Regions from separate parts of the Sus scrofa genome. Here all the other regions are linked to region 1. A link is a contact called in public Hi-C data. All regions are on one chromosome and are shown on one strand. The core of a region is the stretch at or near the end of the contact, and the rest is flanking DNA. Distances in the headings are between cores, read along the strand shown.

Evidence for each region. A called contact is a pair of places that touch in the nucleus more often than the background predicts.
Region 2: a contact with region 1 is called in a Hi-C map of liver, with 4 times the contacts expected there. The contact joins the promoter of HPD here to the promoter of TMEM120B in region 1. A contact is called at or near these places in 2 of 5 promoter capture datasets (fetal liver and liver), 13 of 47 Hi-C or Micro-C datasets (alveolar macrophages, embryonic fibroblasts, heart right ventricle and 7 more) and 1 of 2 datasets of contacts at active chromatin or transcription factors (alveolar macrophages).
Region 3: a Hi-C map of liver shows a contact between it and region 1, with 2.9 times the contacts expected there. The contact joins the promoter of ORAI1 here to the promoter of TMEM120B in region 1. A contact is called at or near these places in 2 of 47 Hi-C or Micro-C datasets (liver and skeletal muscle) and 2 of 2 datasets of contacts at active chromatin or transcription factors (alveolar macrophages and skeletal muscle).
Region 4: a contact with region 1 is called in a Hi-C map of skeletal muscle, with 2.7 times the contacts expected there. The contact joins the promoter of KDM2B here to the promoter of TMEM120B in region 1. A contact is called at or near these places in 2 of 47 Hi-C or Micro-C datasets (embryonic fibroblasts and skeletal muscle).

Annotation. Positions count from the first base shown.
Region 1 is chr14:30,956,015-30,958,714 of Sscrofa11.1, forward strand. TMEM120B (transmembrane protein 120B) reads right to left here and starts at 1,336. Exons shown (of 13, transcript XM_021073234.1): 1 at 1,053-1,336. The coding sequence starts at 1,321.
Region 2 is chr14:30,844,179-30,846,921 of Sscrofa11.1, forward strand. It overlaps HPD (4-hydroxyphenylpyruvate dioxygenase), which reads left to right and starts at 1,435. Exons shown (of 14, transcript NM_001348964.1): 1 at 1,435-1,512; 2 at 1,631-1,657; 3 at 2,179-2,241; 4 at 2,607-2,711. The coding sequence starts at 1,510.
Region 3 is chr14:31,026,547-31,029,304 of Sscrofa11.1, forward strand. ORAI1 (ORAI calcium release-activated calcium modulator 1) reads right to left here and starts at 1,462. Exons shown (of 2, transcript NM_001173519.1): 1 at 1,139-1,462. The coding sequence starts at 1,447.
Region 4 is chr14:31,055,889-31,058,588 of Sscrofa11.1, forward strand. KDM2B (lysine-specific demethylase 2B) reads left to right here and starts at 1,365. Exons shown (of 24, transcript XM_021073427.1): 1 at 1,365-1,502.

The sequences.
Region 1 (2,700 bases), core at 86-2,585:
CCTTGCCAATCTCCCTGCTCCCTCCTCTGGACACAGTAAGAGGCCAACCAACTGCAGGTAAGAGCTACATGGACAGGAAATGTCACTGCTCCAGCTGAGGCTAGGAAGGAGTGGGCTGCTGGTGCTCCACATGATTTCAGGCAAACAGAGCCCAATTCTGGAGAAAACAAACACAATCCAGTAGCTCCGGAGGGAACAGCCCCATCTCCAAAAACTGCCCAGACATCCCTCTTGGCCAACCCCAAGGTTTCTTAAGGTGTCTCTGGTTAGCAGAAAAGGTGGCTGAGGCCTCTGTGAACCTCCTATCAGGCCATACTCTCAAGGGGCCTCTCTTACACCCACCCTCACCCCACCCAGTATAAGACCCTGGGCCAAAGGGGTGAGAGCTGAGCCCTCTATCACTTAGGGAAGCAACCTAGGTCAGAACTGACAGATGTCATCCACAACGCCAAACTCGGCCTGTAGCAGCGTCAGAGAGACAGACACAGACACAGGAGCCCCAAAGACTGAGAACAGGGTCTCTCACCCTTACGCAAAGCTTGTGGGTTCAAGGTGAATGGCTCCCAAGCACATCTACCAAAATAGAGTTGCAGAGGACCGGGCTGCCCCGCCAGAGTAAAGGGGGACCTCAGCTGCCAAAACAGCTGGTGGGCGGCAGTGAGGTTTGGGGAGACCCTGGGGGAGATGGGGGCTGGGCTTGCACTTTGAGTCCCGGCACATACCTGTCCCCTCAGGCCTCCCCAACATGGACACGCCTGGAACTTCCCCTCAGAGGCCACCGACCAACTTTCTACAGCGAAGGAGGTGTACGGAGCAAAGAGCCGGTGCGAGGGCGGGGGAATCCAGGGCTTCGACCCGGCGCCCCAGGTGGATGAAGAAATGAAGTCCAGGGAGACGAGAGGGAGCTGGCCCACGAGGACCACCAGCCCCCAGGGCCTAGCCGGGGAAACCCTCTGGGCCCTGCTGGTTCCCCCTGTCCTGGCTGGCGAAGCAGGAAGGGGAATACACTACACGTCAGGTAGCAGTTTCGGGACCAGGTGGCCCGGTCCTACCTGCAGTTCCTGAAATTCTCCCTCCAGCTCATGCCACTCGCGCTCGCAACGCTCCAGCTGGCCGGACATGGTGCAGCGGTGCGAGGCGGCGGCGGTGGCTCCCGCAGCGTGGCGCGGCGGGCCACCAGCACCTCACGCCAGTCCGCTCGCCGGCCGCCTTCAGAGGCACCAGCTGTTCCTGCGCAGCCGGAGCCACGCGCGCACCTGACGTCACAGCCCCCGCCCCGGCTCCCGCCCCACCCCCTCTCCGGGAGGCAAGCCCCGGGCATGCGCACGCACCTCCTCCGGCTCCGCCCCCGCACGCCGCGCGCCTGCCGGGCGATTGCTGTAGCTTTGCAGGATTTGGCACACTCTGCAGCTACCCCCTTGGGAATGCTTCTCCGCCTCCAGAATCTCTCTGGCCTGGTTCTGGGCCGGGTGTGTGTGTCTTGTCCGCAAGCCGCATTCATAGAGCTTATTTTACTTAGATCGCGTGTATTTGAAGGGCTAGGGTCGAAAGGGAAAAAGGAAACGGGAGAAGTGAAAGGTCACCACCCCTTGGCATTGCCTTCACTGAGCCAAAGCCAACGACAGCCTATAATTCTAGAACTGATATTGACCGTCCAGCAAGGTCGCCAGGCAGCGCAGGGCAGCGCCCTGTCATCTCGTATTGTCATTATTTACTGCAACTAATACATCCTAGATCCTGCCCTCTAAGACTCTGGGTCACTCTCTTGACAGCTGTTTCTGTCAATCAAACAACACAACCATCTCAATGCTAACTGAATCCAAATTCCGTCCTCAGCACGATCCTGCAAGATTTATCCCTGCCTAGCTTTCCAGTGACATTTCCTTTCTCACCCACCCTAGATCAATACTCTCCAGCCACATTTTTTTCTTCCTGCCCTTGCCTGGAACAGTTTTCCCTCTAAATGTTCATATGGTTGCCTTTTTCTCATCATTCTAGCCTTAGGTCAAATAATACCTGTATTAGTTTCCTAGGGCTGCCCTAACCACAAACTGGATGATGTCCCACAAACTGAGTGGCTTAAACAGAAATGTATTCTCTCACAGTTCTGGAGGCTAGAAGTGAGAAATCAAATCGGCAAGGTCATGCTCCCTCTGAGACTCTGGGTAGAATCTTTCCTTGGTTCTTCATAGCTTAAGGTGGTGGCCATCAATTCTTAGCATTCCCTGGCTCTCACTTCACCTCTCCAATCTCTGTCTCTCTTTACATGGCCTCCTTCCCTGTGTGTCTGTCTCTGTGAGTCCTTTCCTCTTATAAGGACACAAATCTCCTTGGATTAAGAGTTCACCCGACTCCAGCATGAACTCATCTCAGTTTAACTAATTATATTTGCAAAGACTGTAGTTCCAAACAAGGTCACTTCTGGTATCCTCTTGTGGTGCAGCAGGTTAAGGATCAGGTGTTGCAGCAGCTCAGGTCATTTCTGTGGCTTGGGTTCAAGTCCCTGGCCCCAGGAACTTCCACATGCTGCAGGCATTGGCAAACAAAACAAAACAAAAACAAATAAGGTCACTCCTGATGTAGTGGGTATTACGATTTCGACATATCTTTCTGAGGGACACAGTCAACCTGTAACAACCTCTGGAAAAACAAACAAACAAAAAAAAAAACCTTTTCCTGAACACCCAGAGGTTCAAGTCT
Region 2 (2,743 bases), core at 185-2,684, 110 kb before region 1:
TGAGTGAATGGATAAAGAAGATGTGGTACATTTACAATGGAATATTAATCAGCCATAAAAGGGAATAAACATTTTGCCATTTGGGCTGACTTGGATGGACATCAAAAGCATTATGCACAGTGAAATAAATCAGAGAAAGACAAGTACCATATGCTCTCTCTTATATGTAGAATCTTAAAAAACATAACACACCACACAAGAAGCTCATGGATACAGAGAACTGACCCACGGTTGCCAGAGGTGGGGGGTGGGGAACGAGAGAAAACAGTAAACCAACTTTTTTTTTTTAGTTTAAATAAATTGGGGGGAGACTATAAATTATGTATAATTGGGACAAAATAAATATCACTTTCAAAAGCCAACAACAACCAAACAGGCTGGTGTGGGACATACAAGAAGTCGAAATGCAAGACGGTGGGGGTGGTAACAGAGTCCTGGCTGGGACTGCCAATGTCAAGGGCTGGAAGGTGTTTCCAGGTAACGATGATAGTGGATTAAGTCAGTTCCCTAGGAAGATGGCTCAACGATGGAGTTTCTGGTGGAGCCAGAGGCAGGGGGCTGTCCCGGAGGCCTCAGGTAAATGCCATCCATAGGTGGCCAGCAGCCAGCACTCCACCTTCCAGGGAAGTGAGCCTTGTGGATTCAGGTGACAGGGTGCTGGGGAGAGCCCAGGCCTTCCTCTCCCAGAGCTCTCAGCTCCACTTTCCACCACTCTGGGTCACGGGTAGGGCCACAACCTCTCCTCCTTTCCTCAGGCTCGAGCAATACCAAGGGCTCCCTGCTCTCTATCAGCTCCCCCAAACCCCAAAGAAACAAAGAGTCATAATCAACATTAAGAGAGACCTTAGGGTGTGCCAGTAAGGCACTGAAACTTATGTTTTTCTTACCGAATCCCCCTGCTCCACTACTATTGCTCCCTTTCCACAGATGGGGAGACTGAGGCTTAGAGAAATACGTAACTTTCTGCAGTTACAAAGAACATAGCAGCTCCAGGATTTAAACCCCCATACCCATGCCTCTAACCACTACGGAACACAACTTGATTGCCTAAATGTAAACCACACACTCGCTCTGCAAACAGGGCTTCAAGACCAATCCCTAATCCCTCTTTCACTTCTCCCCAAATATGAATTCTGGAGCCACTCCTGCACACAAAGCTGGCCTTGGCCTTCTAAGCTTTAGATTCTGGAGGGCAGAGATCGGCGGGACCAGCCCCAGGTCTTAGAGAGAATATGCCCTTGGCTTCTGGCCCCTGGCTTTGTCCCCCCACTGGCTAGTGGCCTTAGATGAGTCATTCCCCTTCTCTGGGCCTGACAGCACCACCCCGTCCAATGAGGCCACAGCTGGATCAGAGGCCTCCAGGCGCAGGAGCTCCCAGGTCAGCCCCCACCCCCAGGCAGCCCAGGAGGCCAGGGGCGGGACCTGCTTGGTGTTAAATATTTCTGACCAGCACTCCGCTCTTGGCATCTCATCCCAGCCTCATCAGCAGAAGTGTGACCAAGAGCAGTCATGGTAAGCACCTGCCTGGGGCTATGGCAACCTCCCCTGGTGGCACAGATCGGCAGTGAGATTTCCAGAAGCACCTTGGGTCCAAGCTTCCATGTCATACTGTCCTTTTCTTTCTTCTTAGACGTCTTACAGCGACAAAGGAGAGAAGGTAAACGAGAGGGGAAATGTGGGTTCAGTGTCCCAGGAAACCCAAGTGTCAGAAAATAGCAGAAGAGAAAGAGCTACAGAGGGTTGGTGATGTCCAGGATGCAGACTCAAGTTCATCTCCGGCTCCCTGTGCCACGTCTAGACTAAGCTGGACTCAGCCTTGCCCTTCTAAGAAACACTTTTACTCCTTCGAGTCCTGCCAATCTCTTAATCCTGTCTGGAAGTTCTTTCTAAACTCTAACTTAAATCTGTGTTGCTATAGCATAAGATTGTTTCCCCCTCGAAAACTGGACAGGCCTCCTGAGGGGGCTGACCAATCAGGAGCCCACAGAAGCTCAATTTCTACCTGAGAAACCTCTTTTGAGACTTGGCAAGGCTTCACGGCAGGGGGTGCAGTGGGTTGGTTTCTCAGTTCTGGGACTGAGGCTGGAACAAGGGGGGTGGCTGGGGACCCCCTCTCCACCTGCACTTTTCTAGACCCACCTCCAGGGATTCAGCCTCACCCCTCCTCTCCTTCTGCAGCCCGAGAGAGGCCGATTCCTCCACTTCCACTCCGTGACCTTCTGGGTTGGCAATGCCAAACAGGTAGAAGCCGGGGTGAGGTGCCAGGAGGGGGCAGAGGGTAGGGGAGAAGGCCTCCTGAACAAGGGCAGGCCTCTAGCCAGGTCTGTGATTGGTCCCTACGAGGGGTGGATCAGGGCAGGTGCGGGGACTGTCCCGGATAGACAGTCACCCTTTGGATCCTAAATTACACAATTGAGGCTGTGGACCCCAGCGGGAAACTCGCCTGAGCTCAGAATGGGACGGGGAGCAACCTTTCTTCCCAGGAGGGACTCTGCACCTGGGGCAACAGGGGGGACAGGCTGAGGGGACTGGGGGCTCTCAGCTGGGGGGGCCCCCTCCACCACAGCCCCTGACCCTCACGGCCCAGCTGTGGCTCTGTGCTCCAGGCTGCGTCGTACTACTGCAGCAAGATAGGCTTCGAACCCCTAGCCTACAAGGGCCTGGAGACGGGGTCCCGGGAGGTGGTCAGCCACGTGGTCAAGCAAGATAAGGTGAGTCCCCACCCCAGGAACCCCTGCTCACC
Region 3 (2,758 bases), core at 212-2,711, 71 kb after region 1:
TCAGTCTGAGATCAAGGGGACAGCAAGGGGCAGAGCTCGTTCCCTCCCTCAATCCTCTGGCTTTTCCACTGAGGCCTGGGGTGCTGAGGGCCTGCTTAGGGCCTCCAAAAATTTCTTGTTCCTGTGCATTGTGCATCACCCACTTGTTTGTGAGACTCTGGGAGAGTACCAGACACAACGCCTTCCCAAGAAAACACAAGGGTGCAGCCACTCCCTCCTTCAAGGCCAAAAGCTTAGCTCACTCATGGGTGAGGCAGGAGTGCTGTGGGCTAGAGATCTTGGGGTGGGGGCAGACCCCATTCAGGCGGGCTGATGTCACTGAAGGCGAGAACCATGAATTGTTTTCTAGCTCCCTGCCTGGGTAGACGCCAAGATTCCTGGCCTGAGGGCATCCACGGGGTCACTTCTCAGCCCAACCTCAGCCTCACCCATCCCACCTTCAAGGCTAGTTCTCACTCCAATCCAGCCCGCCCTGGCAGAGGACACTAGGCCTACCCCCTAAATCAAGAACGAGCCCATTCAACGGGAACATGTCCCATGCTCCTCCCCCACACCCAGTGACTCAGTGGCAAGTTTCTGAAGAAGAAACTGCGGGTGGGGAGTGTTTGTCAACCCCCCTGGGCTGAGGCTCTCGGAAAACGCAGCAGGAGCAAGGCTGTGAGGAAATCCCCTCTACTAGGTAATCAAAGAACCTGGCAAATTCCTGCTAGCCTCAAATGTGGGGGCACAAGGGAGACACTCGGGGGTCCTTCTCCCAACCTCCTGCCACCTGTTCTCAAAGAGATCAGACCGCTCATGACTTTCCTTGCCCCCAGAACATATGTGGGACTGTCTTCTTACAGACAGATCTACGTCGAGGACCAAGCTGCATCAAGCTGGTCCACCTGAAGGCACCTGAGCCCTCCAACCCTGCACATAGTAAGACACCCAATCTCCCACATCGGGTGTCAATGATCGCCCCTCTTTCCTCACGTCCAGCACCTCTGGCCCCCTCCCGCGTCCACGGCAGCTTTCTCCCAGCTCTTCCCTTTCAACCCCAGCTCGCTCAGCTAGATCCCCCACGGGTCCCGTCGGGGCTGCGAGTGGCAGTGGCCAGGACGTGAAAGGGGGCAGGGCAGGGCAGGCTGCCCGAGCTCACCATGGCGAAGCCGGAGAGCAGAGCTGAGGTCCGGCTGGAGGCTTTGAGCTTGGCGCGGCTCAAGTAGAGCTTGCGCCAAGACAGCGCTTGCATCGAGTGCTCGTTGAGGCTCATCACCTCGGAGTAACTCTGGCCGATCCAGTCCGGGTAGGTGACCGCGGGCGGCGGCGGCGGCGGCGGCGGCGACCCCGGGGGCTCCCCGTCCCCGCTGTGGCGGCGGCTCCGGCGGCTGCCGCTGGTGGTGCTGCCGCCGCTGAGGGGAAGCTCAGGGCTGTTGCTGCTCGGAGGCGGGGCGGGCTCCGGATGCATGGAGCACGCTGCAAAGGCGCGGGCCGGCCCGGGCGCCTCCGAGGGCAGCGGCCCCCGCCCCCGCCGCACCTCCGCCTCTGCTGAAGCAGCCGCCGCCTGCCCCCCGCGCGGGTCCGGCCTCAACCGGCCGGCCGCGGAAAACAAGGAGGTCGAGGAAGCGACTACAGATCCAGCTCTCAGGGCCGTCTCGCCGCTGGCAAAAGCCGGGGGCGGCAGAGACGAGAGCTTGCGCGTGAGCCAGCGTCCAGGATCCCAGGGCCCCTCGGCGCGCTCCAGGATTGGCTGCCGCCCCTGGCTTATTTGCATGCGTCCTGCCCACTCAAGCCCCGCCCAGGAGGAAGCGTGGGGGGGGCGAGCAACGCGAGTCACGTGACTTCTCTGTTCCGACAGCACCACCCACAGTCCTATGCCCGCGCTGACTGCACCCGCCTCTCTTCCTGGAAGCACCCCAGCCCCCGGGGCCTCTCCGAGCGCCTCCCATCTCCACAGCTGCTCCAATGGCCCTTCTCTCGGAGCTCCGACTGCTGGGTCGGGCCACCTGAGGTCACCTCTGGGCGCCTGCTGAAGCTAATTTCCTTCCCCCTTGGAACAAGGTGACTCAAGACCTGCAGGAGAAAGAGCGGCTGTGATCTAAAGTTAATTCTGTATTTATTGAGCACCTACTGGGTGCCAACACTGCTCTAGGCACTGAGGCTAGGTTGGTGAAAAAGATGGACAAAATCTCCTGCCCGCTACATGGAGCTTACATTTTAGTGGAGGAGCGGTGCAAACACTGAGTAAATTATAATCGTTTAGAAGGTGACAGATGTATAGAAAAAATAAAGCAGGGAAAAGGAACATGGGTAGTGCAGGGCTACGATTTTAATTTGAAAAACTTAGAAGCGCCTTTTTTTTTCTGCTTCGCTTTCAGCATGTGTAAGTTGAGGAGGAGGCAGTTATTGAACCTGAGCAGGGCAGTGACAACTCTGGATCCTTAACCACCTGAGGCTCCAGGGAACTCCAAGGCCTTTTTTTTTTTTTTTTTTTTTTTGTCTTTTTGCTATTTCTTTGGGCCGCTCCCGCGGCATATGGAAGTTCCCAGGCTAGGGGTCTCATCGGAGCTGTAGCCGCCAGACTACGCCAGGGCCACAGCAACGCAGGATCCAAGCCGCGAATGCAACCTACACCACAGCTCAAGGCAATGCCGGATCGTTAACCCACTGAGCAAGGGCAGGGACCGAACCCGCAACCTCATGGTTCCTAGTCGGATTTGTTAACCACTGCGCCATAACGGGAACTCCGGAACTCCGAGGCCTTTTTATATTTTAGGTT
Region 4 (2,700 bases), core at 115-2,614, 100 kb after region 1:
CCAACTATCCCACAGGATTCACGATAGAAGCAAAATTTAAAGTATGGGAAGTTTTTCGTGCAAAGCCTGCTCTGAGCAGGTAAAATGTTCCTTTATTGTAGCCCTGGGGCCATGCCACCTCATCCGGATCTTACCCCCAAGAGCAGGGCCTAGTTGGGCTAGAAGTTAGGGCCAGCTTTTCTCACAGTCAAAGTCGACCTGACTGTTGTTCTTGATGGACAACACATTCAGGGTTCCAGTTTTGGGGAACCCGAACCAGCGAACTAGGTTTGTGGGCAGGGAAGCATATCCAGATCTAACGATACTCCATATACGTCCAGAGGGTGCCCATACCTCTGTCAAGCAGCGCTGTAGGATTAATCAAGGGGAGCCCAAAGTTCCCCATGCCCCATCCCAGCGCCTTGCACCTTTCCACCGACTTTTCTCCTATAAACAGCCAATAAGGGCTTACCCTTCGCATGTCTGCCAGCTGCGTTAGGAGGCGCCAGATCCGATTCTCTCGGTAGTTCACTCCTGAGCATCTATTTCCTCCTCTTGGCGAGCGCAGGGACCTTTAAAAAATGTCCAACTTCTGCTCCAGGGCTTGTCGCCTAGTAAAGGTCTCCACAGACGCGGGCAGAATGAATGAATGAAAGGCAATGTCTTCCGGTCAGCTCGGGTCTGAAAAGGCTCTGCTCTGGCTGTATTTCTGTACCTGTGTGTATGTGGATCCTTATCATTGAGTCCTGGAGTTTAACAGTTGTGCAGTCCGTACAGGTATGGAGCTGCGCTAATTTCTTCCTGAGCCCCCAAATGCCTCCTCCATCGAGCAGGTCCGCTTATGGGGGCCTGGAGAAGACCCCCCAAAAAGTGGCAGCAAAGAAAAAAAAATTATATATACACAAAATGCTTTCAGTTTGGGTCGGCCACGTAGGTAACGGGGTGGGGTGAAATGAAGGAAGAGGGTTAACCCGTGGGGGCCAAGGGCAATGGGGGAAGGGATTGAGGTGGGAGGTCGTTTTTGGGGGTGCCAGACCCTGGAGGCTTTCACGCCAGCAAGCTCGGCTTGCATTTCCGCGCCTCCCGCTGAGGCCAGCCGTGCAAATCTGCACCTCCCTCCCTACCCCCTCCTCTCTCCCTCCCTCCCTGCCCCGCCATCTCCGGGATGCGCCCGCCGCCTGCAACTCAGCCCTTCCAAAAGTCAGCTCTGCACACAACTCCCGGGCGGCGGCGGCGCCTGCGTGCAGAGGCGCACTCGTGACCCAACAACAAAACAGCGATGCCAGGGCGCTAACGGCGCCCGGTGCCTCCCGGGCGCCCTCCCCTCCCCACGCCTCCTCTGGCCGCCGCCCCCGCCCCCCCCATCCCGGGAGGAGTGCCCCCACCATCACTAGCCGGGCCGCGGGCTCCGAGCGCGATCGGCAACAATGTTTACGTTCCGGGGATTATGACGTCGACGCCTCCCCCCCCACACAACTGCTGAAAATGGTTTCCTAGGACTTTGCAAACGGATCTGCTTAAGTGTTGGTGCAAAACTTTGTAGATCTCGGCTCTGGCTTGCTTTATTTATTTATTTTTTGGCTTGTTTTCTTTGGTCTTCCCTCCTTCCCCCCTCCGCCAATATGCAGGGGGCAGGAGTGTTGACAATTAATTGGTGAACTCTCCTAAAAAAATGGAGGCAGAGAAAGACTCTGGAAGAAGATTGGTGTGTAGCTTTTTTTTTTTTCCCCAAATCTGTATCTGGTATATGATAGATCTATTTTTTTGTTGTTGTTTCTTGCTGCCTTTTCTTTCCTTTTCTATATTTTGCAAGAGGACCGGAAAAAAATAATAAATTGCATGCAAAAGGAAGCAAGCAGCTTACTCCTCCAGTCCCTTGTGAGGCTCAGAGTCTCAGACACTTAAGTGGGGAGATGGTAGCGGGGGAAGGCGTGGAGGGGGGTTAAGCGGGCTCGGGGTTCGCCCGGATTCTGGGGGGCTGCGAGGCCGGGCGCTCGGCGGTGGAGGGAGGAGGCAGGGGATGCGGGGAGTGGTGGGGGAGTCTCCTTAGGAAGTGAGTGTGCGCGCGCGCTTGTGGGGAGATGAGGCAGCTGCTGGTGCGTTTTGGGGTCTCCGATGGGAGCTTTGTGGCGGGCCGTCTGCCTCTCCCCTTCCCAAGCCCGGAACCCCTCCTCCCACCTCTTCTTCTTGCACTGGCGGGCGGTCGGCGGGGGCGGCTGGGGTCTCAGTCCTTCCATTTCAGCTTTCCAGCTTCCCCGGTAGCTCGGGGGCGGCTCCAGTCTTAGAAATGCCGCCGGCCCCGGGTTCCGGCTTCCCGGCTCTGCGGCCGCGGCCGCCAGGGCTGCTGTTAGCGCCGAGCCGGGCGCTGTGGCGGCTCCTCCCGGGGCCTACAAATGCCCCGCCAGCCCGTGCGCGGAGCCCCCCTCGCGGGTTACATAACCAGGCTCTCGGCCGAGTGGGCAAAACTCAACACCTCTCGGGGGAGGGGGGGGGGAGGCGAAGTCCCCAGATATCCCTTCCATGGCCTCCAAAGATGCAGGAGGGGAAGTGCCCTGTATTGGGAGCAGCCTGACCCTGGGGGTGCGGGCCCCTCTCAGTATCCTGATTTTCAGCATCTTGGGCATTTGCGCAAAGTTGCTCCGGTCGCAAAGGTGGGGTGCAGGGGGCGCGCGGCTCCTGCACCTGTTCGATCTGGGCCCAGGATGAAAGGCGACCCCCAGT